2 separate regions of the Anas platyrhynchos genome follow, and region 1 is linked to region 2. Evidence: chromatin contacts called from public Hi-C data. All regions are on one chromosome and are shown on one strand. The core of a region is the stretch at or near the end of the contact, and the rest is flanking DNA. Distances in the headings are between cores, read along the strand shown. Region 1 overlaps MAP7D3 (MAP7 domain containing 3). Region 2 has its middle 11 kb from the start of FHL1.

The links. Hi-C and Micro-C count contacts between places; a contact is called where the count stands out from the background.
Region 1: a contact with region 2 is called in a Hi-C map of skeletal muscle, with 2.4 times the contacts expected there. The contact joins two enhancer-like sites. A contact is called at or near these places in 4 of 8 Hi-C or Micro-C datasets (liver, skeletal muscle and subcutaneous adipose tissue).

What each region holds. Positions count from the first base shown.
Region 1 is chr10:17,082,280-17,085,564 of IASCAAS_PekinDuck_T2T, reverse strand. MAP7D3 (MAP7 domain containing 3) reads left to right here. Exons shown (of 21, transcript XM_038184002.2): 10 at 993-1,118; 11 at 3,205-3,285. Among named protein-coding and RNA genes, the nearest start is that of MAP7D3, 29 kb to the left of the region's middle. Within about 2 kb of position 1,799, at least 2 of the 8 cell types and tissues checked have an H3K27ac peak or open chromatin away from gene starts, as enhancers often do.
Region 2 is chr10:17,025,553-17,028,716 of IASCAAS_PekinDuck_T2T, reverse strand. No RefSeq gene overlaps it. Among named protein-coding and RNA genes, the nearest start is that of FHL1, 11 kb to the left of the region's middle. Within about 2 kb of position 1,551, at least 3 of the 8 cell types and tissues checked have an H3K27ac peak or open chromatin away from gene starts, as enhancers often do.

The DNA of each region.
Region 1 (3,285 bases), core at 550-3,049, 57 kb before region 2:
GGTTGTTAAATCTCCAGGACTTTTTAAGGGCTTTTTAGTTATTCAGTGGTAAAGATAAAATTGTAAATAGTAAAGATTAAATTTCTAACTTGGGGCAGAAAAAAAAATGCTGTAAGAAGGATTTGACTCTGTTAGGTTGTGCTCTAAGTAGATTGCAGAAAGTCTCTGCTCAGGAGAGAGGTGTATTTGAAAGCTGGTAGGATTAAGTGTAAGATACAATAAAAATGTTAGTGATGTTTTCACTTCTTAGTTAAATCTTACTTTTGCTTTCTAAGCTCTCTTTCACTATTCAGTTTAATAGCAACTTCTCTGCTCCTGCTGCTCATCTGAACTTTCTGCATGTGAATGATGGAGGAAACTGGTTTCACTTCAGTCTCCTTTGTTCTGTGTATTCCCCACTAGGTTACAAATACCTTTTTTTTTTCTAGGGACTCTTTCTAAAGCAGAAGACTAGCAACTTTTCTAACTCTTTTTTCCCTTTAACAATTCTGAAACTTTCCTTTTAGCAGCTGTTGCCAACAGTGGAAAAAGCATTATTCTTTTTCAGAATCTTTCCTGTTTGAGAGATTGATGAGTGCTATCCATTTGTCTGTGCAAATGATGCCTGATGATAACCATTCACTTTGGCTTGAAAGTCTGTTTATATCAGAATAACCTTTCTTGCAATGTAGAGTGTATAGCTCTGAAGAGCTGCGTCAAAATTTTTCCTATTTTGACTGACTTCAGCATTCATCCCCGTTGTATGCATCTGTCTCCATGTATTAAATTGATTGCTATTAAGCAAGCCGAGGACAAGTGCAGCATAAGAGATTGCAGTGTTTAATCTTTCTATGCTATTAGTTTGGATTTCTCTCTCCATGACTTCGGTGTTTTTCTTCTAAAACTGCTATGATTTGCAACAATGCTCACAAACCTCCTTTGCTTTGTACTGCTTGTCTTTTTCATTATATGATTTCATGTTGGATCCTTTTTGATTTGTTCCCATCATTTAGCTCGCCGCTCCCAGGTCAGTCCTCTGGACAGTAGCGTTATCAGTCGCCTCCTCGCCCCTACACAGGCATCCTTAGCTAGGAGTAAAAGTGCTGCTACATTATCGGCTGATGGACAAGATCCCTCAGGTAACAGGAGGGCAGCAAAGTGAAAGTTTTTTGCAGTCGTTCTTCAAGCAAGAACTTAACATGATAGTTGCTAACTGCTGTGTTTCAGTCTGGATCAGACAGTTAATGTATGGTTATGTATAATATTACTTATCCAATATTTTCTTTGGTCAGTGACAACTGATTCATATGCTATGTTGTGTGTTTATTTAGTAAAACCAGAGAAAAACACTGGCTTTTAAAACTTAAACAGTGCCAGTTTACTTGGTTTGTGGAGAACCAAAATTCTGATACTTGTTTTGTTTTTTCCTTTTTTTTGTTTTTTAACTGACTTGGAGATCTGCATTTCGGTGTATACTGAAATGAATCTGAGAAATACTGGTCAGAGAGCAGTGCTAGGAAATTAACAAAAGGGAAGAATAAATATATATATCATTTCAAAGGAGGCTGAAAGAAGTAAGTTCAAGGCCTAAATTTCTTTAGGGGGAGAAACTCTTGTACAAACATGGCAAAAGGGTTGTCTTAACCTAAGTGCAGGGAGCACTGAGCTGGCTGCACTCAGAACGACTAGGAGTAGTAAGTAGCATACCAGAAGGAGTACATAGTGGAGAAACCCTGTCTGGCCCAAGTAATTTTACACTGCTCCAGACTGAGCTGGTAAGCTCACACAGTGGCTCAGTGTAGTACTAGCAAAAGAATCTCTACATCACATTCTGTTGCAAGGAAGGCCTAGCTGCATTCCACATGTCTTATTACTGGTGTTAAGTATGCCCCGGTAAATATTTGTGTGGAACCAATGTGGAGTCCTTTCTCCTCTCTTACTTCATAACTTGCATTCCCAGTTTTGCTCGTTTCTTTAGTGTATTCTTCCATCTTTTTTTTTTTTTTAATCTTATGCCACTTAACTTGGTCCTTGTTAATGGTAACATTTCTGCACTGCTCCCCTTGTGTAATCAGATTTTTGGTTCACAGTCAGTGGTCATATTTTTGCACAGCTATCTATGTGCCATTTTTATTTTATCATGAGTATTTCAGATCATGTTATGTGGGGAAATACCATCTTTTTCACCATTACTGACAGCATGTGACTTATTCACTATTGCTGAATTAAAGATAACTTTTACATTCTTATCATTTTACTTAGAAGTACTTTCTTCTTTTTGGTAAATACCTACCTGTGCTTTAGCACAAACTAAGCACAAACAGAATACAGTTCTCCTTCCACAAACGCTGCAAATATAAAAATAAAATGTATTTTCCATAAAGTTACAAAATTAAGTGCTGGCATCTGTCACAATTTATTCATACTCTAGAAAAATCGCTTGTCTCATTTCAGAAGTAGATTTTTACATATATGTATGCTTGTCCATCTATGATTATTTTAGTTAAAGTAGTAATTAGAAGATATAGTTTCTTTCAATATTGTATTATTTGTGAAGAGATTGACACCTAAGGTAGAAAAGCTATTTTAGTTGAGCAGTTGATTCCTCTCTCTTATATGTTTATTTTACACTACTTAACTTCGATTTGTCAACGTGGATAAAGGGTGCACATAAATAGTAATAAAGGGGTTAGAGAGGCAAAGTAGAATAAAACACTGTTGCATAAATGCTTATTTCACAAGAAATGTCTGTGAAGTAATGCTCAGATTCCTAAAGTAATTCTGCTTTGCAAGTACGTTGTGAACAGAAGGAAATTTTCCTCCATGAGTATGGGGGGAATGTACTTAAAATTTGAATGAAGAATCTGTAAAGAATCATGCTAAGCCATTAAAACTGTTCTGAAGTATTTGTGATGAGATGCATCTTGACTGAAATACTGGTGTATTGCAAAATCAGGCAATGTTTGGAAAAGCATTTTATTTTTATCTACTTCAGACTCTGCTTTCAGAATGGTTTTATTCTTAGTGCTGTTGCTTCCAAAGTACTAATCGTGTGGTGGTGGTGTCTGTGTCCATGACCCATTGCAATGTGCACTTCCTGTGATGTTTCTCTGTATGGTTTCTAACACACACAATCTTTCTTTCTCTCTTTTTCCCTCTTTTCTCCTATTCCTATGCTGTGCACTTGGTTCTTGTTTTGTCTTGTCAAATTCCTAACTTTTATAGAATCTCACCTCTGTCCTCGTTCAGCTTCAGCCAGTTCCATCAGTTCCCCAGTCCCAACTCCTAAAGTGCCCGTGCGCAGTC
Region 2 (3,164 bases), core at 302-2,801:
TTAGGTTTATTCCACATCTAAAAAATATGGTGGAGTATCTGGAGAAGGGAATAAGATTCTGTTAATTCTGTCATCGAGAAAGAGAGGCATATCCAATTCTTTCTTATTACAGATCTCAAAAGCTTCAGAGGCCAGGAGAATTCACACAACACATCTTGAAGCACCAGTGATTAATATTAACTGCCTGGGAAAAGGGAGAAGTCAGCAACACTGCATCTGTTGTTCCCCTTCCTCTTGTACCTCTGGGAGATTTAGGAGCAAGCTGCATCACAGAAGAGCAGATTCAGCCATCCATCACAGTGTGCAGAGGAGGTACTTCAAGGTGCTGAATGAGGATACAGCGGGGAGGTGGGAGACAGACACCCTGGCAGAGAGGTGGCAATAGCTTCTTCTGCTGCATTTGGAGTATGAGCAGGTCAGGAGCTTGTCACGGACCATGGACACCAGGCCATGGAGGGAGGAGGAGGAGAGGAGGTGTCCTTGGCAGAAAGATCTGGCTGAATTCAGGGTACAGAAGTTCCTCATGGACAAAAAGTGCTCAGGAGTAGCTGCCGGGTACCTGCAGCTCTCGGCCATAGTTTAGCTTGTGCCTGCAGGAGAAGGAAGGGTAAGGGAAATGTTCCTGCTGCTGTCTCAGCCTGAGCACATTTGCAGTACAAAATGCTCTGCTGCCCCGTGGGTTGGTATTTTCCTATTCACAAAGCATCCTTTGCACCACGGTGCCTTGCCAGCTCAGCACAGCCCGTGTGGGTAGGCTGGAATAACTAACCTTGCTGCTGCTGGGAGGAGAGCTGACACGCTGCATACAGCTGATGACTTTAATTTATACACTTTTTATCTTTGTCTGCATTCCTGGGAGCTTATGCATACGGGAAGGGGAGTGATGCTCACACGTGTCCTTAGAAGCAGCTGTGACCACACTATTCTGCGAAACACGCCGGGTTAGGAGATTGCAGCCATATAAGGACTCCTGGGGCCAGAGCATCGCTGGCACCCCTCGCAGGAGGACAGATGGTGGAATTTCCTACAAAAGGCCAATTAAGAAAGATCAAATCCTTTTGTATACATATACGTCTAAATATTTGACAACAAGTTCGAAGCTCTGCTACCTTGGAGCCCTGAACCCTACAGAGTCTCCTGCAGCCCTTGTAGCCCCTCACGCTGCCTCTGAGTGCCCATCATGGACTGTAATGGCTGGATTAAGCAAAAGCACCAAGATGGCCTGCGTAAGGGCTGCATGACCCCACAGTGACATGCTCCAGAACCCCTGGTTCCCAAATCCGTTCTGAGAGCAGACCTTTGCACACCCCTGGTGCTGTCCTGCAACCCTGAGGAGTGGCAGACTCGACCTCTGCTTTCCCCAGCTTTGGGCTCTCCAGCCTCCCCACGACATCTCACTCCGCAGCAGCCAACCCACCAGGGCTTTGCCTCGCTTGTTTGGGGGCTGCTCCAGGCATTAAGTGCCTGATTGCTCCCAGCGAGCAGGGGAACACAGGGTGCTCTGCCGGGCAGCACCAGGAGATGTTGCTACACGGGACACGGAGTACACAAACACTGCGCTGCCTCTGGGCTCTCTCAGTGCCTGGCAGGTTTCGCTGTGACTGTCAGCAAGGACACCAGCTCTTCATCAACTCCTCATCTTCCAGTTGTTCTCCAGTCACAGACACAGGTGGCCCAAGGATGTTTGCGGCTTAGTACTGGAAGGCTACGGCTGGGTCTGTGAGTGAACGTGTTCCTAGCTATCTATACAGGATTTCCTCCAGCACACAGCCCTTGGCTGGTGGCACACGCTGCGCTGGGGCTGTACAAAAAAAAAAAAAAACAAAAAACACACAAAAAAAAACAAGCAGCTGGCATTAAAGGGTCAAGCAAGGTGGAATCTCTGAGTACCAGGCCACCTCCAGCCTCCCAGGTGCCAATGTCCAGCCACAGATACCCAGCTGAGAGCCCTCTCCAGGCTGCCCAACCAGGCTGCGAGGCCATTGCTAAGCCAAGCACGTCCTTTGTGAATGCCAGCTCACAGCTGGCTTCAGTGAGAGGTCTCAGGGTGGAAGAGCCGGTGGTATTGCCACGGGGCATTTCCTCCTTTCTGCAAGAAAGGACTGGAGCTGGGTGGTGGTAAGGTGCAGGGAGCACAGCAGGGGATGGAGGGGCTCTGGAGCAGGGGTGAACTGCAGCCTCTGCACCTGCAGGGACACTGGTGGCAGACAATTAGTGGCCTTTCCAATATTGCCATCTAGAGGACCCAGCAAGGACAGGAGATCCTTGCAGGATATGATAAGGAAAATTCAACAGCTTGCATTTTTTTATTTTTTTATTTTTTAAATTTTGCCTCACATAAAGATTTTGTCAGCATGGCACGGATGGAGAGCCAAGTGCACAGCACCTGAGCATGAGAACACAGGATTGCTCTGAAAACAGCCAAACAGCCCTGTGGTTCTTCTGAGGCTGTAGGTACCTTTGGGAAGGAAGGCAGAGCCGATGTCCTTTTGGCTGGCCTTGGGACAGTGGTGGAAGAAAAGTTCTTGGTTTTCTCAGTGCCAACTCATTACAAAGGAACTACTTTAAACCAAAATGCCACGGACATTTTCACAGCAAGCGTAGCTGTTTAGCAACAGAGTTCCTCTGTTTTGCTAGCACAACAGAGCAGCTTTGCTCTCTTTTTTGTGGTGGGGGATGGCTCAACACAGGCTTGGTGCTGTATGCCCGTGAGCCAGCGCTGTACTGCCCACCTGGACCTGCAGGGTGGGGGACCCCAGTGTACAGGCACGGCTGTGTGGTGGCGTGGTCCTTCCCTCTGCTTGCCAAAATCAAACTCACAGCTATGTAAAGAAGGAAGGTAACAGACCTCTGCACTACTATGGATGGAAGACAAGGGTTTATGAGGTTTCAGAGGCTGCCCTCCCGCAGTGAAGCGGAGCTACAACATATTGTAATACCCCTAGAAAAGTGAAGGTTGCCCTTTTTGAAACAAAGCCCTCAAAAGCAGATTCCTGAAGTTTCCCAAATGACCTCAGTATTGAAAGATTGTAAAGCATTTGAACAACAAACCTCTTCTGCTGCTCCCACAGCACTCACAAAACCAATGTAGAGGCGAGATGGAGGGCGGAATCACCTCCAGAGGACAGCAGATCTGCTGCAATGATCCCAGCTGCAAAATCAAC